Linked DNA regions of Mus musculus: region 2 is linked to region 1. Evidence: chromatin contacts called from public Hi-C data. All regions are on one chromosome and are shown on one strand. Each heading gives the region's core, a stretch centred on a gene start, on an enhancer-like site or on the middle of the called end of the contact. The rest is flanking DNA. Distances are from core to core; before and after follow the strand shown.

Evidence for each region. A called contact is a pair of places that touch in the nucleus more often than the background predicts.
Region 2: a contact with region 1 is called in a Hi-C map of cerebellum, with 4 times the contacts expected there. The contact joins the enhancer-like site here to the promoter of Snta1 in region 1. A contact is called at or near these places in 14 of 39 promoter capture datasets (the 3T3-L1 cell line, 3T3-L1-derived adipocytes, the C10 cell line and 9 more), 1 of 15 datasets of contacts at CTCF or cohesin (the NIH/3T3 cell line), 22 of 484 Hi-C or Micro-C datasets (the G1E-ER4 cell line, brain, brown adipocytes and 14 more) and 4 of 115 datasets of contacts at active chromatin or transcription factors (astrocytes, embryonic basal ganglia, embryonic forebrain and 1 more).

The regions. Positions count from the first base shown.
Region 1 is chr2:154,405,490-154,410,020 of GRCm38.p6, reverse strand. It overlaps Snta1 (syntrophin, acidic 1), which reads left to right and starts at 1,937. Exons shown (of 8, transcript NM_009228.2): 1 at 1,937-2,341. The coding sequence starts at 2,050.
Region 2 is chr2:154,865,528-154,870,058 of GRCm38.p6, reverse strand. Raly (hnRNP-associated with lethal yellow) reads right to left here. Exons shown (of 8, transcript NM_001139511.1): 7 at 4,103-4,151; 8 at 2,798-3,165. The coding sequence ends at 4,107. Among named protein-coding and RNA genes, the nearest start is that of Eif2s2, 25 kb to the left of the region's middle. Within about 2 kb of position 1,783, at least 6 of the 459 cell types and tissues checked have an H3K27ac peak or open chromatin away from gene starts, as enhancers often do. A contact at or near this core is called in cerebellar granule neurons, cerebellum and liver, where this site is marked.

The DNA of each region.
Region 1 (4,531 bases), core at 688-3,187:
CTCTCTCTCTCTCTCTCTCTCTCTCTCTCTCTCTCTCTCTCTCTCTCTCTCTTTCTCTGTGTAGCCCCAGCTGTCCTGGAGCTCACTCTGTAAACCATGCTGGCCTCAATCTTATAGATTTACCTGCCTCTGCCCTCTGAGTGCTGGGATCAAAGGTGTGTACCACCGCTACCACCTGTTGCTGTATTTTAAAAATTTAAAACAGGGTCTCACTCAGTTGCCCAGGCTGGCCTTGAATTTGTGATTCTCTGCTTCAGCCTTTCTGAGTATCTGAGATTACAGATCTTCCTTAGTAGGCCTAGCTTGTCCTTCAATATTTAACTTAAAGTCTGGAGTTCAATTCCAAGCATACATATAGCAGCTCAAAACTATTTTTAACTCTTGTTTCTGGAATCTGGTGTCCTCTTCTGGCCCTCGAGGACTATATGTGGAGCACAGATACGCATAAAGGCAAAACATCAATCCACAAAGAAATTAAAATAATTTAAAAAGTATAACCTGGAACTTGCTATGAACTATAGTTCGTCTAGAATTAATCATGATCCTTCTGCCTCAGTCTCCAGAATGCTGTGATTGCAAATGGATGGCATCTTGCTTAGTTCGATAAGTGCTCCGTGAGTGAAGAGTGAAATTATCTCCTGTTGCTATGCATGCAGGGCAAGGGAGTAGGAGGGATGTGAGCCTGGAAGCCAGAAAGACCCAGGTTAGAAGAGAGGTCTGCTTTTAGTACTCATGTGTCTCAGTTATGCAGGGTTTACCCAAGGCACAAATGATAGCATAGATCAGCCAGCTCATGTGTCATGCAAACACAGAATAAGTGACATACATGTATTGCATATATATATATATATATATATATATATATATATATATATAAAATCATATGTCATTTTATTTATTTTCACTATTTTTGTGTGCATGGGTGTACTTGTTTGCAATGTGAATACAGGTTCCCAAGGAAACTAGTGGTGTCAGATCTCCATGGAGCTGGAGTTACAAGTGGTTGTGAGCTGCCCAATGTGCATGCTGTGAATTTTACTCTGCTCCACTGTAAGAGCAGCCCATGCTCTCTCTCTCTTTCTCTCTCTCTCTTCTGGTTTTTTGAGACAGGGTTTCTCTGTGTAGCCCTGGCTGTCCCGAAACTCACTCTGTAGACCAGGCTGGCCTCAAACTCAGAAATCCGCCTGCCTCTGCCTCCCAAGTGCTGGGATTAAAGGCGTGTACCACCACGCCCGGCTTTTTTTTTTTTTTTTTTTTTTTTCAGCCCATGCTCTTAACCGCTGAGCCTTCTATCTCTTTATGTCTTTTCACTTTTATTTTTATTTTTTAAAGGCAGGGTCTCATGTAGCCTAGACTGGACTCAAACTTGCAGACCCTTCAGCCTCTACCTTCAAGTGATGGGACCAAACCCTCAAAGGAGTGGCATTTCTCCTCCTGGTGGGTGGGTAGGCTTACCTCTTTAGAGGCTGCACCCTTAAGCTGAGTCAGGCCCACAGACTGTTACTGGTACCCTCTCCCCATGGCTCACAAAACGTGAGAAACCATCTTCCTTAGCTCGTTTGCCAGTTAACTCTGTCTGCAAAGTCCCTGGAGCCTATGGTCCTGACACAGGCAGCCCTACCCCAGGATCCTTGATTCTTTTTCTTGTCCTTCAGCTTCCACGAGCTACGGTCCAATCCTCGACGGCGCACAGAACTGGATCCTTGTGTTGCCCCATCCATAGAATCCGGCCCCTTTATGTTCCGCAGAGCGCCCCACCCTCAACCTCCTCTAACTGTGGCCGTGAGGGAACGCGGTTCTGACCCACTCCCAAGTGATCCCGCTGCACATCTTTAGTTTACCGGGTAGCGTCTCTTCAGTCACTCCCGGGGCCCCGCCCCCGTTAGCCCCGCCCCCGACAGCCTGTCCTCCGAAGCTCCGCCCCCGAGGCCGGGGTAGGGTGGCGACTGGCTCTGCTGCCCCGCCGCCCTCTGCCCTGGGCGCTGGGTCGGAGCGGGCCGGGTACGGCGGGACCGGGCGAGCGCAGTGTACTGGGACTTCGAGGCGAAGATGGCGTCAGGCAGGCGCGCTCCGCGCACCGGGTTGCTGGAACTGCGCTGCGGGGCGGGCTCCGGGGCGGGTGGCGAGCGGTGGCAGCGGGTGTTGCTCTCTCTGGCGGAGGACGCGCTGACCGTGAGTCCCGCCGACGGCGAGCCCGGCCCGGAGCCGGAGCCCGCGCAGCTCAACGGCGCCGCTGAGCCCGGCGCGGCGCCCCCACAGCTGCCAGAAGCGCTGCTGCTCCAGCGGCGCCGCGTGACGGTGCGCAAGGCCGACGCCGGCGGGCTGGGCATCAGCATCAAGGGTAGGTGTGGGGCACCCAGGGCACGGGGTCGTGTTGTCTGTGCTGCTGCGGAGCGCTCAGGGGTCATGGGGGCTGGTAAACGAAAACCTGTCTAGGGCGGAAAGGAGTCTCCGGGGGAGGAAGGAACAGAGTGAGGGAAGAGCACCAAGGTCGGAAGGGGCTTGGGGAGTTCAGGTGACTCAGAAGACACAAGTGTGGAAGGATGGGGGGGCGCACCAAGGACATTGGTGCTTAGTTCTGTTTTGAAGCAAAATGGTAGCTATGGGTACCAAGGGCAGGAGGGTCCCCGGGAAGACTGACAGGGGCGGGGGCGGCGGTGAAAGGAAAGGGACTTGAGGCCTGGGACACTGCTAGAACAAGAAGGAGGTGGAAGTCATGAGACACAACCTAGGCAGACTGGTAAAGGCCTGGAGTCTGGGAGCCCAATGTGGGTGCCAGAGATGGGTAGGAGGCACAGGCATTAGCAGAGAAGGGGCCAGTAAGGACCTAGACATCTTGGGCTTCAGAGGCTGTTTGCCTATGCTGGGAGTCCTGATGGCTAGGGTTGAGTCTCCTCATCTGCCCATTTGTACATGAACAGGTACATGGAGAGAGTGAACCCAGAGTTGCCATTCCTTCCTGAGAATTCTTAGTTTCCAAGACTGACAAGTGTTTGGCATGATCTCAATCTCATGTATGCCAGGCTAGACACATGGTCACTATGTAGCAGAGGAGAACACTGAATATAATCTTCCTATTTCCACCTCCAGAGTGTTGGGATTACTGGGCTCTGCTGCTAAAATAGGTTTATGTTGTGCTGGGGATCAAGCCTAGAGCTTTATAGATGCCAAGCAAGCACTTTACCGACTGACTCCTTCCCTAACTCATTTAGGCTGCCATTGGAGTTCTAGAACTGTGAACTTCCACAAGTCACTTCCCATTTCTGAGTCTGTTTTGGTAACTTTACAATGAGGATGTTTCTGAGAGCAGGGCTTGCCGGCATGTGTGAGAGAAAAAGAGGCCAGGAGGGACTCTCAAAGCAACTAAACGCGGTGCTTAAAAATCTATGTTCAGGGGTGGGTGGGTATGGGGGACTTTTGGTATAGCATTGGAAATGTAAATGAGCTAAATACCTAATAAAAAATGGAAAAAAAAATCTATGTTCATAGCCAGCGCTAGACTCATCATTTCTGTCCCTCTGTCCGTCAGATTGAAAGTATTCATATACTCCCAGGCCTCCTGGGAGGTGCTTGTGTGATAGCTCGCTTAGATCCTTTGGCCCAGGTTAGGGGATAAGCATGGTGGCGAATGTTAGGTGTTGTGGCCACTACATTTAGCTCATGGTCTATTCCATCTTGACCATCAGTGGTGAAAGGTGAGTTTAATCATCAGTGGTGAGCTCAATCTCCATTTTTGCAGGTAAGAGAACTGAGACTCAGAAGAGAAAAATAATTTCCCTGGGGTTCAGTCAGTGAATGGCAGAACCAGGGTTTAAATCTTAATTATAGAGCTACTATTGCCCTAAAGACTGTCCAGGGAATCATACCGTTCCTAGTCAGCTAAAGGGGGAATGGAAAAACAGAGAGCAGGCACCAACTTTCATCCCAAACTCGATGATAGGTCCAGGAAACAGACCAATTAAAATACACTTAGTGTGTCAGAGCAGGAAGGAACTAGAGTTCTAGAAAGTTCTGCTTTGTGACAGACAAACCGACTCTCAGAGGAGCAGGGTCTTGCCATGGTACAGAGACACGACTCAAATCTGTACTTCCAGGTGTTGGAAGGACATTTTTATGGGACTTTAGGGAAAGTAACAGTTTCATTCAATTCTTCCTGGATTGAAGACTGGGCTCCTGTTGCCATGGTAACTTCTTTTCTGGGGTCCAGCTGAGTCTGCGAGGCAGCTGGGAACGGTCATAGCTTCAAATGGAACTGAAGTCCCTACTTTTAGGTGGGGGAGGCTAGATATAAATAGAAACACCTTCTTCTCTTAGGCCTCAAGCCTTGTGCAGTGCCATGAACAACTGTCAGGCCTGGGTGGGGGTTGGGAGAGGTGTTCAGGCTCAAATGTCACGGACTTATATAACCTTGAGACAATGACCTCTTGCTCTGTGCCACCAATCAGTACTTTGAGGATGGGCCAGGAATATGATATTCAAGGGTTTGACTTGAGTCTTTTGGAGACTGTGTCTTGCTGTGTAGTCTGTACTG
Region 2 (4,531 bases), core at 534-3,033, 460 kb before region 1:
AGAATTTAAGTTTGATTTGTTCAAATGGGAAATAATAGATAAAATTGGTAACATAAGATCTGTGTACAATCTCCCAAGCTTGAAGCTAGTGAGACAACTAGGCAAATGTTCAAGATAAGCAGAGATCTCTTGAACCCCATAGACAAATCACCTTTTAAAGCCCCCACCCCCAAAGACTTAAATTGTCTCAAATAGTCAATGGAACAAACTAAGAGTATTTGGATACTCTCAAGGTTGTCTAGTTACAAATTGCTTCAGAAATGGGGATGGAATAATGACTTAGCTATTCTAGAGAACCCAGGATTGGTTCCCAGCACCCACGTAGTAGCTCAAAACCATCTGTAGCTCCTCCACTTTCAGGGGATCCGGCACCCTCTGCAGGCACTAGGAGCAGAAGTGTTGTAGATATTAATGCAAGCAAAACACTCATACACATAAAATTTAAATCTTACTGGGTTTTGCAGCTAAAATATTACATTTTGCAAGTTGTTCATATTTAAAGAAAATTTTTAAGGTTTTTGGAAATATGTATGTGTTCTTATTTTCATGGAACTATAACAAAATTGTATAAATGCTTAGTAAAAATCTGTTCCTTTCTTAATAGTTTAAAATTAGAAATAACAAGCCAGGTGTGGTGGCGCACGCCTTTAATCCCAGCACTCAGGAGGCAGAGGCAGGAGGATTTCTGAGTTCGAGACCAGCCTGGTCTACAAAGTGAGTTCCAGGACAGCCAGGGCTATACAGAGAAACCCTGTCTCGAAAAAACAACTCTGGGGTTTCCATGAAGGATATTCATAGAATTCCTGGCTTAAAGGGCTTTTGGCTATAACAGTGAATAAAAGCTCTTAATGCCCAGAGGGGCTATGATCTTAAAATATCTCAGGTAAATTCTGATGTTTGCCTTGGTCTGGAGTGTTTGATGTCTCATCTGTCATCAAAACCTGTATGAAACTTTAACATTGGTAACTCACTTGTTCAAAATAGTATTACTGCTGGTCTCTAATTTAACACTGCCTCCCAGGTTGGGTGTAGATGATCAGACCTTGAGTTTTTGTACTTGCTAGGTGGATGCTGTCCTACACCCTCAACCTAATCCACATTCCTGGGATCCTGGATGGCACATCTATCTAACTGAATAAGGAGAATGCAAGTTAGTTAACACTTTCTGGGCTATTTGTGGCTTTTTGGTCTGCTTAATTCAGATGGTCTGGTCTATGGGGACCCTGGATAAGGAACATATTCCAAATTCTTGGTATACGTTCTCCTGGTAGCCAGCCTTCTGCACTGTACCCTCTCAAGTTAAATGTCTACAGTCATCTACAGAACCTTGTCTTTCTTTAGCTCATGCGACAGACACATGATCGTAACGGGACTGTAAACTTAAGATGTGTTAATTGCCAGCATGCCCAAAATTGCAGTGATAGAGTAGAACAAATGGCCCACATTTACCAAAAGGGGAAAAGCCTTTTCGACTCTATAGGGATATTTGTATTTTATAGAAAAGGGGGTCTAGACAGAATGAAAAATAAAGCCTATTAGGATAGCTAGCAACAACAAAAGACAAGCCTACCTTGTTAGGAAGTGACATAAAACAGCTCCAAGAAGCTGAAGAGAGGACAAATTCTAATACAAAGTTCATCATTCTAAGGCAACAGAGAAAGTGGAGAATTCTTGAATCCTTTGAGCCAAAACCAGACTAAGAAGCTGTACAAAGATGAGGCTGTGGCCAACTGCTGGGTGACAGATGGCCTATGACTGCTTGGCGCCAGCTCAGCACCTGCACAGTTACCTTATTTTAACCTTATTTACTGTTTGTCTGTGTTTATTGAAACAGAGTCTCTTATAATGTAGGCTAGCCTCAAACTTGTTATATAACCAAGATGACCTTGAACTTTGGGTTCTCCTGCCTCTACCTAACCAGTTCTGGGATTACAGTTCCATGCTACTTGAGCAGCTTAAAAAAACAAAACAAAACAAACAAACAAAAAAACCCTGTTACATTACCATTTTGGAATAAATAAAGCTATTTCTTGCTGCAAGCAATTTAGATTCTAGAGTTGCATTAAAGATCTAAAAATGACAGGTACATTTATAGGTTGTTGTTGAAACAAGGTCTCATGTAGTCCTGACCAGTTATGAACTAACTGACCCTTCTGCTTCTCTCTCTCTCAGTGCTGGGATTATAGCCATCAAGCTTAACTTTACTCATTTTAGCAAAGGAATACTGGTGCTAATGGTTCAGTATTGGACAAGAAAGTGTTCCCTGGAGAAGAGAAGTTAGTGGAGAATAAAAGTGTTCAATATAGCAGCTTTCTGGTGGGCAGGAGCCAGGATACCTGTACCAGATTGGCCTGTGCTGCATTTTCCTGACTGATGATTGATGTGGGAGGATCCATCCCAATGTGGGCAACTATAAGAAAGCAGGCTGAGCAAGCCATGGAGCAAACCTTTAAGCAGCACTCCTCCATGGCCTTCATCATCAGTTCTTGCCTCCAGGTTCCTACCCTGACTTTCCTTAGTAATAGACTGCTTCCTGGAAGTAGAAGATAAAGTTATCCTGTTCTTCCCAAGTTGCTTTTGGTCATAGTGTTTTATCATAGAAATACAGACAGTGAGAAGACTCAGTGGGTAAAGTGTTTCCTGTGCAAGCCTGACAATCTCCAAAGCCCATCTAAAGGTGAAAAGAGCAAACTGTCTCCACAGAGCTGTCCTTTGACCTCTACAGATAGTGTGGCACACACATGTCTACCACCTAATACCATGTACACACATGTAAACAAAATAAACAAGCAAACCATTCCACCTCAGAGCATATTTGGATCCAATCTCTTTATTGTCAGGTTCCTCCCACCCTTCCCACCCTCCCCCCTTTACTTTCAAACCTATAGAAAAACCCCAAGCCTGGGAATGTCCTGGGGAAGAAGAGCAGAGTGTTTCTGCCCCTTGGCCCAGGCAGTGCAGACAGGAAGAATGCATGGGGTAAGGGTAGGCCAGTAACTCCACTTGCAAAGGATGTAGCACTCACTGGCTAGGATGCATGGGGAGAGAGTTACTGCTGCCAGCTTTCCTCTGGTACCCGCTATAGACTGGCATCCAGAGATGGGTGCCTGGCTTGAGGCCTGAGACAGTGATGCCCTTCTGCTGGTGGCCAATGCTCCTGTTAAGCTGAAAAAGAAAGAAAGGAAACACTAAGGCTGAGGGGAAGAAACCCTTTGATCACAGGATAAGGAATAGGGTATTTTATATACTGTGTGCCCAACTTTCTGACCATATATTAATCAGTCACGGGAAAGACTCACAACTCCTGCCCTGAGCCTCCATCTCCCCCATCTAAGCCTCAATACCTAACATGAACTAGCTCCACAATGTATCATGAACAGCTTTTTGGGTAAAAATAAATTCATTAAGTTCCAAGAGGAAAGACTTGCATGAGGAATTTTCTGAACTCATCTCTATGCTCTTACTGGTAGTGACCTTGTATTATAAATGCATGATCATTGAGACACCTCTCCGTTACTATCTTGGAATTTCATGGGATATACTGATATTTCATTGTACTTTTCAATGTCCGCATTTCCACTTCCGATACACACAATGCTAATCTTTCGAGTAGAAGGCAATCAGATAAGCACCAGCTGTTATACAGGAATGCTTATGCTTATCTCTACTATAACAGGATCAAGTTGAACCCCTAACTCTAGCCCAGAAGATATTAACTAGTCATCCCTTCTGAAGATGAATGACACCTTTCCCCTACTCTTCAGGGCTAGTCTACAGAATTTGTCCTTACTGCATCCTGAAGACTGTCACAGTGCTCTGCTCACATAATGGCTGTTTGCTCTCCCCCCTGTGGAATGCTTCTCCCTTAGTAATACACAGACTAAGCTGCACAACACTTCTTCCACCACCCCCAGCCTGCGGTTTCCTCCATAGTCATTCGTTCACAAGAGAACCTTTTCTAGGTGGTCCTGATATGCACAGGCACAGGCTGCATGTGAGGACTTTCCATTTTGGCATAGTATGGCCCTCTAAACCCACGTCAGGGAAGTTGCAGCCTCTACTTTACTCGTTTCCTGTGTTTGCTAGCACCCCTGCCCCATACCTGCTTACTGCAAGGCTCCATCTTCTGCATCTGTGTCCTGGCTGTGCTCCTGAGAGGAAGAAGACAAACACAAATCACTCACTGCAGGTTCCCAAGTTCTGTCCTGAGCCATCTGTTCAGAAGGTTCTATGGCTCAGAGCACTACCTGGAGGACAGAAAGGTGGTCCAACTAAAGGAAATCAGCCAACAAAACTGGCTTAGAATCCCGAGAGGGTCATTTGAAGATCCTACAGGAAAAGGGGAGGGACCAGTCATGGGGTGGGATTTGCTGGTATAAGAGGAACACATTAAAGGCACGGAAAGAGTGTGCATTACAGTAAGGTGAAAGTCATATCGGATCAGCGGGCTGCCAACATTGGGGTACTTTTAAAAACTTCTTTAGAGCTTTTACAGAGAATAAGATGAAATACTAGGCTAGGTGTTTCTTGT